Linked DNA regions of Mus musculus: region 2 is linked to region 1. The links are chromatin contacts, called in public HiChIP or PLAC-seq maps. All regions are on one chromosome and are shown on one strand. Each heading gives the region's core, a stretch centred on a gene start, on an enhancer-like site or on the middle of the called end of the contact. The rest is flanking DNA. Distances are from core to core; before and after follow the strand shown.

Region 1 (7,500 bases), core at 2,032-4,531:
ACTCAACAAGAGGTTGCTGTTTATACTTCTGTTAAGTAGAAAGAGATACTAGTCCTCTCGGCCTTATGTTTTGATTAAAGGTGAAAAAGTTAAACTGTAACAAATGATCTAGCTATGTTAGTGAAGTTCCTGCTCTGCCAGCAGATGACACCTGAGTTTGACCTCCGGCCTCACAAACATGAGTGCTCCTGCACCCCCACTCCAAGGAGCTCTAAAAAACGGGGTTCAGTTACCATACCCCAAAGTGATCAAACTGGAGACAGTAGATTGAAGAGGGTGCTGAGTTCTTGGTGCTACATATGATGTTCTGTGACTAGCTGTCATGTGTGTGGAATGATGGAGAGTAGTCTAGGGTGAGAGAATGTGTTGGCCCTAACCAGGCAGACCTGGGTTACAATCCTGGCTTTTTGTTTTCACTCTTGGTGACTGTTGGCATATTGCTTTCCTTCTTTTAGGTGCCTTCCCCTTTTGGAAAGTAGAGGTAATAATAGTATATGTGCATAGAATTAAATGAGATCTTGCATTTAAACAGCAGTATAAAACCTGTTATTACTTAGCTCTGTACAGATTTGGGGATTATTCATTGATGTTGAATAGCTCCTCTGCCACATGTACGCTGAACATATAAGCTGGATACCACTCCCAACTTGTGCCTGTTGGTGGTGGATTGATACCTGCCTCATTGCACTGTTGTAAATGTTAATGAACCGAAGTGTAAAAGGTACCTGGTTATAGATTGGGTTGAATTCTGGAGTCAAGCCTTTCTCCTGTATCACTCAGTCACTAAGAAACCACACCTTTTTATATTACTGTGGATACTTTTGCATTTTAACAGCATATTTGTCAAAGGTCTTTGTACATGCTAAGAACACATTTTTTTAAAATTTCCTTGGTTCTCATTTTTCTGTTTTCTCTCAACCCTGTCTATCTTCTATCCCTTATTGGCTGCAATAAGTTTGTAATGCTGGAAAACTAAAAACTTAGCTTTTTAACCTATTTCTTCCAAGTGGCTAATTGAAGCACTTACTCTAAGCAGTCAATCAATCCAGAGCCTTTTCAAGCTCACATGCCTGGTACCATGTTAGATATACTTGTCTCACTTCCCAGTGGTACAGTACTTTCCTAGGATGCACGGAGCCCTGGGTTCAGTCCCTGCTCCCCGCCACGCCCCACCAACAGCACTGCTGTTTTGTTGCCTTCTGTTCTACTGGAACTTGCTTCCTGAACTAGGAACTATAGGTTCAACTCTATAGTTTTGCCTCACACAATGCTCCCCCCCTCACTGCCCCCTCCCCTCCTTTCCTCGCCTTCCCTCGCCCCCCTCCCCTATGAACGCTCTTTTCTTGACCCATGGAAATCTGTTTTCCCCTTTCTTTGCTCATCATAGCTTTTTTTCTTCTTCTAATAAAGAAATATTTACGGGCTGGTGAGATGGCTCAGTGGGTTAGAGCATCCGACTGCTCTTCCGAAGGTCCAGAGTTCAAATCCCAGCAACCACATGGTGGCTCACAACCATCCGTAACAAGATCTGACTCCCTCTTCTGGAGTGTCTGAAGACAGCTACAGTGTACTTACATATAATAAATAAATAAATCTTTAAAAAAAAAAAAAAAAAAAGAAATATTTACTATGAAAGTCTGTCTCAAATTTTTTATTCTTTAAATTATTCAGCACAATTCTTAAGCTTTGCTTGTTAAGGTAAGGTAAGATATGTATACAAAAAGAGGACTTAGTGATTTAGATATAGTGTTGCCAAAATATCTCATTTTTAACTATCAGGCTATATAGTGACTTTTCAGATGTTAGGATTTTTACAATAATAAAGACTGGCTTTACTTTTTTACCTCAGAAGAATCCAGTATTTTTTGTATGTGTGTTTTTATTAGTTTCCCAGGTTACAGCTTGATATTTCTGTTGGAAAGGCAACATATCAGGGTCCTGGACCCTGGTTTGATACCAGAGAAGACTTTATTTTGTTGTTGTTTGTTTGGTGTTTTGAGACAAAGTCCTGAATTTGTGATCTCCCTGCCCCTCAGTACTGTGTTCCAGCACCACCACTCTGGTAAGAATGCACGCTAAAGCCAGCCTAGCTTGGCTTGAGTCCTAGTCTCAGCTTGGACTTGCTGAGGAGACGCCGAGTAACTTCCCTAGGATTCAATTTGCTTCTCCGTTGCATGTGGTTACTGTCAATACCAAGTCAGAGTTGTGAGATTAAATTAGTGATCATATGTCGTGCTCTAGAAGACTGCTTGCCTCAGAAGATATTAGCAGCCTCTACTATTGACATAGCAATGCATTGGGTTTGTTGTTGTTTTAGATAGGGTCTTGCCATGCAGCCTTGTCTGGCTTTGAACTCACTGTGTAGACCAGACTCTGCCTCTGCCTCTGCCTCTGCCTCTCTGCCTCTGCTTCTTTAGTGCTGGGAATGAAGACCAGCAGCACCATGCCCATCATATGTAGTACAGTATTTAAACCTTTTACAATGTAAGGACCAGAACTTTGAGCTGTGTGTGTCTGAGAAGCACAGCACCTGTCTCCGGAGGCTGGAGCTCTACTTTAGATGAAGCTGGAACAGTTAAGTTTCCAGTGGCTCCTGCGTCACTGTGGCTTGACAGTGTTGAAGTCTGGAGCAGAACGTGGACATGTCTTGTACTCAGTTCTCCTCCGGAGGGGGAGATTATGCCTTCTAATTTTAAGGGATGGTGCCTTTGGTGCCTTCCCAACCTGTCCAGTTACTAGCCTCTGCGTCTTCAAGGCACTCCCAGCCCATCTCAGGCTTCCTCACATTTGCTTTCGATCTGTTCATCTAAGCTGAAAAGTCAGTTCTTCAAGGGAGCTCTCTCCTGGCCTCCTAACTGATCAGTGCTCTGCTGTCTTAGTTGTTATCGCACCTTCCTCGGCTGAGGCAATGTGCTGAGGAGGAGTGATTCCTGACTGAGAGGAACTCTTTCATTTCTAGGGTAAGACAAACTGGGGTTAACCAACCACTAGGAAGCCGGAAGCGGTCCTAAGCCTTGCCTGTATGACGTGTGAATGCTCCACTACAGTGTCTCATTGGTCAAACAAAAAGTGTGCTTACAGTTTTCAGAGCTAAGAGCCTAACTTTGTTTATATATATACATAGAACTTTTGGCAAGGTTATTTTGCACACTCACAGTTTTCTGGTTATACACTGCAGTGTTGCTGCAGGATGGGCACACCTTATCTCCTCTGGACACTACCACACGTATTTACCTTTGGGGAGGTCCTGACACTGATGGCAACATCTATCAATTCACAGTGATGCAACATGCCTGTGGCTAATAGTTGTTTGCCTTTGAGTGAAATGGGGGAAGAGCATTGAAGCAGATGAGGGAAGCATGTTTTGTCTCTCCTAGCTGAGTATGTTTGTCTTTTCTCACCACTCCTCAGTAGACACTGCATCTGGCTCTCACTAAGTAAGAACTGTGGTTCACTTGCATTTGGCCTCGCCAGTGCTTATTACCAAGCTCGAGATGTGGGTACTGAGGTTCCAGTCTTGGTCCTCTAGAAGACCAGCTCCGTGCTCTTATAGCAGTCCTAAAACTCAGTGTAGACTAGGCTGGCTTTGAGATCTGCCTGCAACTAACTGTCTTCTCAGTGCTGGGATTATTAAAGGTGTGTGTTGGGGTTTTGCCTTGATGTATATCCATCTGTGCAGCACCACAAACAACAGGTGCCCGTGGAGCAGGAGACATTGCCAGATTTCCCTGGAACTGGAGTAGCAGGCAGTCGAGGGCTGTGGGTGCTGGGAATGGAACCTGAATCCTTTGGAAGAGCAGCTGGTGCCCTTAACCACTAAACCATCTTTCCAGCCCCTGGGTTAACTCTTTTTTTTTTTTTTTTTTTTTTGGTTTTTTTTTTTGGTTTTTTGAGACAGGGTTTCTCTGTATAGCCCTGGCAGTCCTGGAACTTACTCTGTAGACCAGGCTGGCCTCGAACTCAGTAATCCGCCTGTGTCTGCCTCCTGAGTGCTGGGATTAAAGACGTTAACCGGCTGGGTTAACTCTTATAACTCTTTTTTCAGATCATTCGTACTCCTTGCTCGGTATCTATAATCTAATTTAGAGTTGATATATTGCCATATAGTAGTTGGGAGTTGAAGGGTCAGAGGGATTGATTTTCTTATGTACGTTTTCACATCTTATCCCCCAGATTAATTAATCAATTTTGAGACAGTCTCATAATGCAGCCTTGGCTGGCCTGGAATTCACTCTGCAAATCAGACTGGCCTTCTGTCTAACTCATAGATCTGCTTGCTTCTAGGGTGTGTGTGTGTGTGTGTGTGTATGTGTGTGTGTGTGTGTGTGTGTGTGTGTGTGTGTGTGGTGTCGGGGAGGCATGACATAGTGCACCTATGGAGGTCAGAGATAAGTCTGAGGAACCGGCAGGGACAGTGCAAGTTGCTGCAAGTACCTTTACACCATGGATTAGTCTTGCTTGGTCCTGCCCCCGTCCCCGTCCCCGTCCCCGTCCCCGTGGGGAAGAAGATGGGTAGTTTTACTGTTTTCAAAATCATTGGAAATTTGTATGTGAGTTTAAGAATTTAGGGCTGACTTTGGTTTTTGTCTTCTGGGGGAAGTATCAGAACAACTTAAGTCTTTTGCTTTTTATTAGCTTTTTATTCCAGTGCCATATCTATGTACTAGTTTTACTTATTTTAATTTTACTTACATGGGTGTTTTGCCTGCACCTATGTCTGCCGATCATGTTGCTGGAGCCCAGAGAAGCCAGAAAAGGGTGTGTAGGATTTGGATTTACAGATGGTTGTGAGCAGCTATGTGGGTACTGGGAATTGGTCCTGTGTAACCATAGCAACTGTTCTTACACACCGAGCCACCTCTCCAGCCCCTCTAGTTAGCTCTCCAAGAACTGTCTTCTGGGTTTTAACTTACCATTGAGTGTTACTTGTTTGTTGTTGGTTTTTTTGAGATATTTAGCTCTATGTGTTCAACTATAAAAAGTATGTCAGCTAGTAATTGTTTAAATATTAGAAGAAAATATTTATTTCTTTTGATATTCAATTTAATTAACATTAATGTTCTTTAAAGAAATGGTGTGGCGTGGTGGTGCACGCCTTTAATCCCAGCACTCGGGAGGCAGAGACAGGAGGATTTCTGAGTTCGAGGCCAGCCTGGTCTACAAAGTGAGTTCCAGGCCAGCCAGGACTATACAGAGAAACCCTGTCTCGAAAAAAACAAACAGACAAACAAACAAACAAAAAGAAATGGTTTCTACCTGGTATAAAGCTGACATGCTTTGGTTATTGTTATATCTAATGACTTTGATATTTTTGTTTGTTTTTTGTTTTGTTTTGTTTTTTTGAGACAGGGTTTCTCTTTGTAGCCCTGGCTGTCCTAGAACTCACTTTGTAGACCAGGCTGGCCTCGAACTCATAAATCTGCCTGCCTCTGCTCCCAGTGCTAGGATTAAAGGCGTGCGCCACCACCGCCCAACTCTAGTGACTTTGAAATGGTCCTGTCTACTCTGAGATTTGAATTGTTATTAACCCATGGTCAGTGTTGGAGACAATTGTGGTGATGGTTGCACAGTCATAAGAAAAAGCTCTCGATGCTGCTAAACTGTGCACTAAGAATGGCCAAGTGTAGCCGTTACCTGTTTATAGTTGAGTAGTGTGCTTTCCAGTTTGATGGCAGGTTCTAGCGCTATAGCCAAGGCTATTTGAAGTTGATCCTCTTGACTAATAATCATCTGCATGCTGGGAATGCAGGCATGTGTCATCATGCCTCGTCACCATGCCTTGCTTTGCCACAGTTCTTAAAGGTGATACAGAAGTTCAAAGTAACAATTCTCAGTCAAATATTTTTGAGAGGCTTTTTTTACAGATAACTTTAATCAGGTTCAGGTATTGGGAAGCACTTATTATCATTGTTTGATCAAATTAGATTTAGAGAGAGGGTTTTCCTGTGTAACCCTGGCTATCCAGGAACTAGCTCTGTAGATAAGTCTGGCCTAGAACTCAGAAGATCTGCCTGCTTTTGTCTCTAACCCTGAATGTTGGGATTAAAGATTTGTTCCACCAGCCATATATATATATATATATATATATATATATATATATGTATGTATGTATGTATGTATGTATGTATGTATGTATGTATGTATGTGTGTTGTTTTTTGAGACAAGGTTTCTCTGTATAGTATAGCCCTGGCTGTCCTGGAACTCACTCTGTAGACCAGGCTGGCCTTGAACTCAGAAATCCACCTGCCTCTGCCTCCCGAGTGCTGGGATTAAAGGCGTGCCCCACCACTGTCCAGCGGTTTTTTTGTTTTTGTTTTTTTCCAGTAAGGGTTTTTCTGTCTAGCCCTGGCTATCCTGGAAGTCACTGTGTAGACCAGGCTGGTGTCAAACTCAGCTCCCAGCTCAGATAAGATACTATTAGTACTGAAGTGTTGAAAGCTAGATGAGGGAGGGCATAGTGGAGCACAGTCCTCATGCCATCAGGCAGGCAGGCAGGCAGGCAGGCAGCATTGGAGCTTGAGGACAGTCTGATCCACGGCGAGACCTGGCCTCAAAAGAAAGAAACTAACAAGCGAATACTGTTGATTTGCATGCAGGTCTAGAGAAGGAAGTCTGGAAATAGTCTGATATTATGTCTTTTGTCCACCACCTTTAGAATGAATGAGATGACTGTGCTTTTCTGACTGGGCAACTGATCGTTATCCCTGACTTTAGTTTCTCAAAGGGCCCTGAGGGCATAAGTGGGCTACTTCAGCAGGTGTCGCTTGAAAGCATTGGCCTGGAATGATGGTCATGCTATATTTATTATCTATGAAAGGTTGTAGAGTTAATATTAGTGTACCATAAGTGTATGTATGTATGTATTAGTTAGTTTTTCATATTGCTGTGATACATTTTCTGAAAGAAGCAGCATAAAGGAGAGCAAGGTTGATTTTGGTTTACAGTTTAATGGAGAAATACAATGTATTATAGCAGAAAGACTGCCCATCATGTCAGACAAGCATGGCGTCTGTGACTCCGTAGTCCTAGAAATGTGTGGCTGGAACTTGTCTGTTCTTCACATCTCAAAGGAACAGGAAGCAGAAACAAGGCAGAAGTCCGCAGGGGTATAAAAATCTCAAGCCCCATCCCTAGTGGTCTGTATCTATCCTCCAGGGAGGTGCTGCCTCCTAAAGGTTCCACCACCCCTCTTGATAGTATCAGGCACATGAACCTGTGGAGGACATTTTATATTCTAGCCAGAACACTGTATGTAATTTCCATTAGACGACACTGTAAAAATATATCTAATTTAATGTCATCTCAGAGACATAATCTTCATGGTAGAATTGAATCAACTTTACTTGTATAACCATGTTGTTTTAGTATAATGTAGTTCTTGCAATTTTAAAAAGCGTTTGAAGTTAGAAAAAAAAACAATCTATAATGATAGAAAGTCAGTTACTAAGGTTTCTTGTGGTAATGAACATGAAAGACCTCCATCTTGAACTGAGTGTGGG
Region 2 (6,987 bases), core at 3,103-5,602, 260 kb before region 1:
CTATTGTTATGAAGAGATACCATGACCAAGGCAACTCCTATTTTTAAAAGCATTTAATTGAGAGCTTGCTTACAGTCTCAGAGGTTTAGGTCATTGTCATCATAGCAAGGAGCATGGTGGCACACATGGCAGTGGGGCAGTAGTTGAGTTACATCCTGACCCACAAGCAGAGAGGGAAATTGACTGGGCCTGATGTAGGGTTTTGAGACCTCAAAACCTGCTCCCAATGTCACATTTCCTCCAATAAGACCACACCTCCTCCAACAAGGCCACACCTCCTCCAACAAGGCCACACCTCCTCCAACAAGGCCACACCTCCTCCAACAAGGCCACACCTCCTCCAACAAGGCCACACCTCCTAATCCTTCTCAAGTAGTGCCACCCCCTGGTTCAAATATATGAGGTAATCAATGTCAGGAAGGAGCTCAGTAGGCAGCCGGAAATGTCCTCAAGAGCAACTGCAATGGCACTGCCAATCTTGGAAGCTCTACGCCAGAAGGAAGACGAGACAGAGGCCCAGGCCCCTTGAGAAAATAGACATCAAGGACATCAAGTGAAGAGATAAAGATCCTAGTCTGGAACAACAGAGCAGAGGATAGGCTTCTGGGCTGCTAGTGACCAAAGCTGAGGATGAACAGACGCAGGCTGTGAAGTCTCAAGTGTGGTGGGCAGAGGCAGTGCAGCAGGTTATTTGAACCTATCTTCCAAGTTTGGAAAATAGAAGTGTAGACAGATCAAGGTTTTCATCGGCCTTTGCCTTGGAGCTCTTGTGCGTTCTTACTATGCATTAATTTGATCTCACTTTGTCTCCTAATCTAATTTGGGCACTTGATTGCAAGGGCTATTCATCTATTCAAACCAGCTCAAGTCAAAATGATGCTCATGGCAGGAATTCAGGAAGTGGTAAGACTCTAGAGGAAGAAACTAGGGATTGGGGTCTGCCACTCCTTGTTTCTTCTCTATGATGGTAGATACGTTGCTTTGCATAACCATCCCACCTGTATGCCTACTGCTCTTGACCTACTCCAACTGTACTTCCATTCTTCAAATCCAAATGGCCTCAGTTACCTGCTCAAATCTTACATCATGCTCTCTCCTTCAAGAGCTCATCACTAACCTGCTGAGTGTCTCCATTTCTCGGGGATAATTCTGTGCTAAAGGAATCCAAACAGACCAAGGTGTTTGTTTCTAGAATGTTCCCAGAACGTGGACAACTGACTGTGGGCTAGGTACTCACTCAGGAGACCTGGGAGAGGGGACAGAATTCCTTGATCCTAAACAATGATTTAGGGCAGATACCTGTGTATGGTAGGTAAGGTTTGTGTGGGTTATATTTCTAGGTCATGCTCTCAATGCGTTGTAGGATTCTGGAGGGCTGGGATGGCAATATGTCTAGCGTATATGTGCAGAAGAACCTCTCTTCATCAGCCTCCACTTAGCTGTTTCTCTAAGCTTATTTTTTCTCCCTATAAAACTAATCACCCAGTGTCCACAGAAAGAGAAACGCCCCAGCCAGTCCCCTTCCTGATGTCCCTACTCATCACTACTGGTTTGAGTTGTCAGCTTGCCAAGGATCAGCCTGGGTTGTAACTATGCCCGGTTATACTGGTAGTGCTTTTATTATAATAATTGTGTGGCTAATTAATTAATGCAAAGCATTGATAGAAAAAAATAATAGTTTCTATGGAAACCAATTTGAGTGCTTTGAAAAGACTCATTAAATTGAATTGAATACATATAGAAAAGCTTCACTATAAATGTCTAAGAGACAGCTCTGAGAGTAATGAAGGATACATACGCAGTATATCACATACACACACGTACTCTGTACTCTGCTTTCTTGAAAACCGTTTAAGTTATTGATTCACTTGAAAAAAAAAAAACGAATCATGAACGCCTCACTTTCTACCAATAGGATTTATTATAGAATGTTAATCTGCCAACCTAGAAACAATGCAAAGGTTTCAGCCTTCATGAAAGAACAGTATGTGAATTATATTACATGTACTTTATTTGAATTTATGTGTTTACATATTAATTTGCAGGTATATTGCTGTGCTTTGGATATGACATGTCTCCCATAGGTTCAGTTGTTGAATATTTAGCTCCCAGCTGCTAGTGTTGTCTGGGAGGTCATGGACCAAGGGCTGTGGTCTGGCTAGCAAGGGTGTGTTGCTAGGAGGAGGCCTTGCAAGTCATACCTGCTTCTGGTTCCCACTGCCAAAGAGCTTCTAGGTCCACACTGTGTCTCATGCTTCCACTGCTAGAGATGAGCTGTTTCAGCCAGCATGCCTTCTCCACCATGACAGACAGTCTCCTCTGAAACTGTGAGCTGAAATAAACCTCTCCTGTCTGGAGACACGTGTGTCAAGTATTTGGTCATAACAATGAGAAAAAGTAACTAATTCATATAGACACAGCTCAATGGGTTTTGCTGTTGTTGTTATTGTTATTCTCTTCAATAGCCACAAACCATCACTACAGGCAGATTCATTAGGCAGACTTCTACAGTAATTTTAATCTTAGTCATTGCTGGTATCTAACAGAACATCCTTGTTCTTTGGCAGCCTCAAAGGAAGTATATAAGGCAAACACCAAACAGCAACACCTTAACCATCTTCGCAACCCAACACTCCTTAAGAACTGAGGTGCTGCCGATAACAGTAAACTGCTGTGTGGATGGGGCTGGGGGTCTAGTGATAGCTAGCTTTGGATTCCTTTTTAGAAATGTTTACCATTGCCTGGTGTAGTGGCACATGCCCTTAGTTCCAGCACTTGGGAGGCAGAGATAGGTAGGTTTCTGTGAGTTCAAGGCCAGCCTGGTCTATAGCTTGAGGTCCAGAACAGCCAGAGCTACATAAAGAGACCCTGTCTCAAAAACCAGCATCAACAACAGAAGAGCTGCTTGCCCATCCCAGGAGAGAAGGAAAGTTACCTACATAGATGAAGCTGTCTTCATGCCTTTGCTGTTTGTAAGGCAGGATACAGGGATTTTTGTCAGGGCCAGCAGCCAGCCAACCCGGGACTGAGGGGTCTCTCTGCTTCTCTCCCTGTGGCTATCTAGTGTCCCCAAGAGTCATTCCAACCCTCCATCCCCCTGGAGTCTTTCTGCCTCTGTTACCCAGCCTGAGTCCACAGCTTCCAGAGATCAGTTTCCCACCTTCTCAGAACACGTCTCCTGAGAAGGCACAGGAAGGCTCATTTCTCCTGAAGCGTGGTTTTGGGGTTTTTTTTTTGGGGGGGGGTTGTTTTTCTTGTCATAAAGCAAGTTTCTAGTTTCCAACATTTTTAACTCAGAGCCCTGCTCAGCCACTCCTGTAACCTCAAGAAAATCCTTGCCAGGTAGTTTTCTTATGGGCAAATGAGACTTCCAAGGTCCTCAAAGGCTTTGAAGTTGGAGGATTGGCCCAAGGAGAACTAGCTTTGGTGTATTGTACAGAGCCACCCTAATGACAGCCTGTTGGGTTCTACACGCAGTTTCAGGGGTCCCTGGAAGGTGAAATCTGTGGGGTGTCACTAGAAAAAGATGCCGATCTTGATCTCTGATTTCCTCGATCCTAGTCACTCACATGTGCACCTGTTCTTCACATATACATGGAACTCTGATGGTGGCTGAGGTGGGGGAAGGAAATGGCTAGCACATTTGAGGCAATCTTGAATCCAGGTCATTTCCCTCAGCTGACTTATGCAGGGCCGAGCACAGGCCGCTATGTAACATACACGGTTAGATTCATACAGGAAACGGCACAGCTTCCAAATCACGCACTCGAGATCTTGACTGCATTTCTGTTGGTTTGTGTCTGGCTGACCTTAGGAAGGTCTTAACATTTCTGATTTTCCATGTTTTCCATTAAATAAGTACAGCGTCTCTTATCCCATGTAGCTCCGTTAGAACAGCGCTTGCGTAGTAGCTCTCTTGAAGCCCCGGGATTCAATCACCAGTGAGTGAAGCATAAAACTGGTCAGAGCAGTGAGTATCTATAATCCCAGCATTCAGTGGGGGGAAGATTAGAGGATTGGACGCTCAAGGTCACTCTCAGCTACACAGTGAGCTTGAAGCCAGCCTGGGTAACACGAAAATCTCTCCGGAAAAATAAAAGCTGGGGAGTGGGGAGAGGAAGGAAGGAGGGTGAGAATGAAGGTCCTTCAGAGTTCTTTAACGGTGAACAGTTTGTGTTGGACTAACACAGTAGCACTTTGTGGAGAGCTGCTGAGGTTCAGGAATCCAGCATGGGGGCTTCCCAAGCTACACCTGTCACCAAAACTGGCAGGAGCCAGATTGCCCTGCCTGTCCTAGACCTTCAGCGTAACCCCGCATGGTTCCCGTGGCTCCCGCTGCTGCTCTGATCCTTCTTAGGTCCCGCAAATCAAACGGGGACACCTACTGGTGCCCTCTCTCATGCCTGCAACTTCCTCGCTGGCTCTGGGAACGCTTTTTCTCCACGCTGCTTGAAGCATCAGCTTTGAGGACTCTCTCCACCCTAGGGTAAAGCAGCCTTTACGCTCGGTTCTGAAAACAGACCGGTGTGGCTTCCTCTGTACTCAGCTTTCCCTGTAGGCTCGCCGTCCCATCCTTCCAGCCCCAAGCCGCAGCCTCCCTCTGCTCTAGACCTTATAGACAACCTTTGGGCCACCTGCTGAGTTCTCACTTCTGGTGTGAGTCAAGTTCCTGTTACCGGCTGAGTCATCCTCTGGGCATCTTGTTTTGGCTCAGATTCCCAGCGGTGTCTGAGGTCCAGACCTGTGGTCTCAGCCTTGGCTGCACATTTGAATAAAGGGGAGAACTGATCAAATTGATCTTGAGCAAGTCCGGGGTGAGCATTTTTAACAGCCCCTCGATTCACTTCGCACGGGAACTGTCTCCTGAAATCCCGGCAAGGTTTTGCCTCCAACACCAAAAACAGTAAGCACAGAGTAAAAACTGAAAATGTAATCTCAAACAAGAATGGAAGAGGGTGATATATTCCTTACCTCTCATAACTGTCCGCAAATATTAACTTCTGAATTGACAATTTTGCAAACAGGGGCTGCAAATAAGCCCTTTCAGCCTTTTCGACTTTCAGATTTGAAAGTCATTTGAATCCTCACAAGGTCATTGTCATCTATTAAGATCAAATTTAAAGAGAAATGAGAGAGGGTGGGGTACTTGCTGCTCTTCCAGAGGTAAGTTATGTTTCCAGCTCCCATGTTCTATAACTTCTGTCTATAACTCTGGCTCCAGGGACTTGATTCCCCTTTCTGGCCTTTTCAGATCTCCCCCCCCCCTCTCACACACACACACTCTCTCTCTCTCACACACACACACTCTATCTCTCACACACACACTCTCTCTCACACACACTCTCCCTCTTGCTCTTTCTCTCTCTCTCTCTCTCTCTCTCTCTCTCTCTCTCTCTCTCTCTCTCACACACACACACACACACACACACACACACACAGAGGGGGGGGGGTGGGAATGAAGGAATTAGGGCCTCTTGAAGGATGTGACTCCTGGTTTGGTTATTCAGTCTTTCTGAGACGATGGGGTAAATATCAATTTTTAAATTCTGCCTATTTCAAGTGTTTGGTTCACTCGGTGATGTGAACTATCCGATGACAAACTTAGCAGTAAAAGTGATAACAGCTGAGAAGTGTTTATCTTCCTTTCATGGCCCCACCTGTGGGGTACATAAAACGCAATAGAACAGTGGAAAAGACTGGAAAGAGCAGCTGAACATGGCTCTGTTTGTGTACCATAAACAGACCACCCAAGTTGTAAGGTTAGACAGTGGCAACCATGGGAACCACGGACACACGATGCTGCTGCTCCTCCTACAGCTTCACGAGTGAAAACCATGAGAGGTCTTACGTCAGACTGCCATCTGGAATATAAACTGGAAGTATAAAGACACTGAGAAGTGAAAACCCCCTCCCTTCCGAGAGGCACGGGCCTATCACAGTTAATGGTCAATTAATGTGGAGTCGGGAACCAACTTGGGGGATGTCTTGGGGTAGGATTCAGGAAAATCACAGGAGGAAAAGAGGCATATGGGCACAAAACTGTGCCTTTAACTGGAAACTGAGGGAGGGGCGTGTCCTTCCATGCCCTGGTGCAGTATGTATGTTATGACATCATCATCCCCCACGCCCGTTCTTTGATCTCGTTGATGGGAGGGTCACAATGCCAACAAAAGGGGGTCAGGTTTTTTTGGTCCCAAGCTTTGCAGGTAAGTGTCTTTGACTACTGTTTGCCCACTCCAACCGACAATGCACCAAGTCTGCCTCTGCCAGGGCCTGTGCCAAAAGGTCAGGCCTCGCCTTAAAGAGACTTGGCATGTGAACTTAGGGAATGGTTGAGAGCTCAGCTAAGCTTCACAGATGAATCCCATGCACTCTGGTGAGTAGAAAACAGCCTCTCTGTCTCAGCCACTCTCAGGATCTAGCAGTCTGTGTCACTGGTCTGTCCCAGGGGGGGCCTTTCCCTCTGCCTGAAATCGAGTCTCTACTCTTAGCATAACTTCTGCCTTAGCAAACTCCTTTCTCCCCGGCTATCCAGATGGACACATTGTTACGTCACACGTCCACTACCTCTGTTCCTGGTCTATTTTATAGGCCTTATCACTATGTATAGTTATTTTATTATTTCTGCTTCCCTTCAACCAGCCTGTGTCCTCTGCCTGCTACCCCTCCAACATGCGCATGCTCTCTAAGTTCCACCAATTATCCTTACCTAGGTCCTCAGCATCACCTCGGTGCTCCTTTTCAACAAGTCTAAGCAAATGCTGAATTCATTTACCACCTTGGCTCTAAAAAGGTAACTTTTTGCTCTCTGCAAGGAAAAGGGAGGCGGGTAGAACTGAATAGCAGAAAGGGAATAAATGTGTCGGTCCATCCGGTCCATCTGTCAGTCACGGCCTCTGCGATTTCCTGCTGTGTGTCCATTAGTAAGACCCCCGCAGTACTTTCAGGATCACTGAAGGAAACTTTTCCACCTTAAGTGTGAAAGCC

The links. HiChIP or PLAC-seq counts read pairs in DNA pulled down with a chosen protein or histone mark.
Region 2: a contact with region 1 is called in an HNF4G HiChIP or PLAC-seq map of pancreatic cancer cells. The contact joins two enhancer-like sites. A contact is called at or near these places in 5 of 39 promoter capture datasets (the C10 cell line, cranial neural crest, embryonic stem cells and 2 more), 6 of 484 Hi-C or Micro-C datasets (bone marrow-derived macrophages, cerebral cortex, embryonic fibroblasts and 3 more), 17 of 115 datasets of contacts at active chromatin or transcription factors (DN3 thymocytes, T-cell acute lymphoblastic leukemia, acute myeloid leukemia and 10 more) and 1 of 9 other capture datasets (embryonic stem cells).

Annotation. Positions count from the first base shown.
Region 1 is chr13:98,892,387-98,899,886 of GRCm38.p6, reverse strand. All of the region lies in intron 1 of Tnpo1 (transportin 1), which reads left to right. Among named protein-coding and RNA genes, the nearest start is that of Gm52051, 28 kb to the left of the region's middle. Within about 2 kb of position 3,281, at least 98 of the 459 cell types and tissues checked have an H3K27ac peak or open chromatin away from gene starts, as enhancers often do. A contact at or near this core is called in pancreatic cancer cells, where this site is marked.
Region 2 is chr13:99,150,131-99,157,117 of GRCm38.p6, reverse strand. No RefSeq gene overlaps it. Among named protein-coding and RNA genes, the nearest start is that of Gm41036, 23 kb to the left of the region's middle. Within about 2 kb of position 4,352, at least 97 of the 459 cell types and tissues checked have an H3K27ac peak or open chromatin away from gene starts, as enhancers often do. A contact at or near this core is called in pancreatic cancer cells, where this site is marked.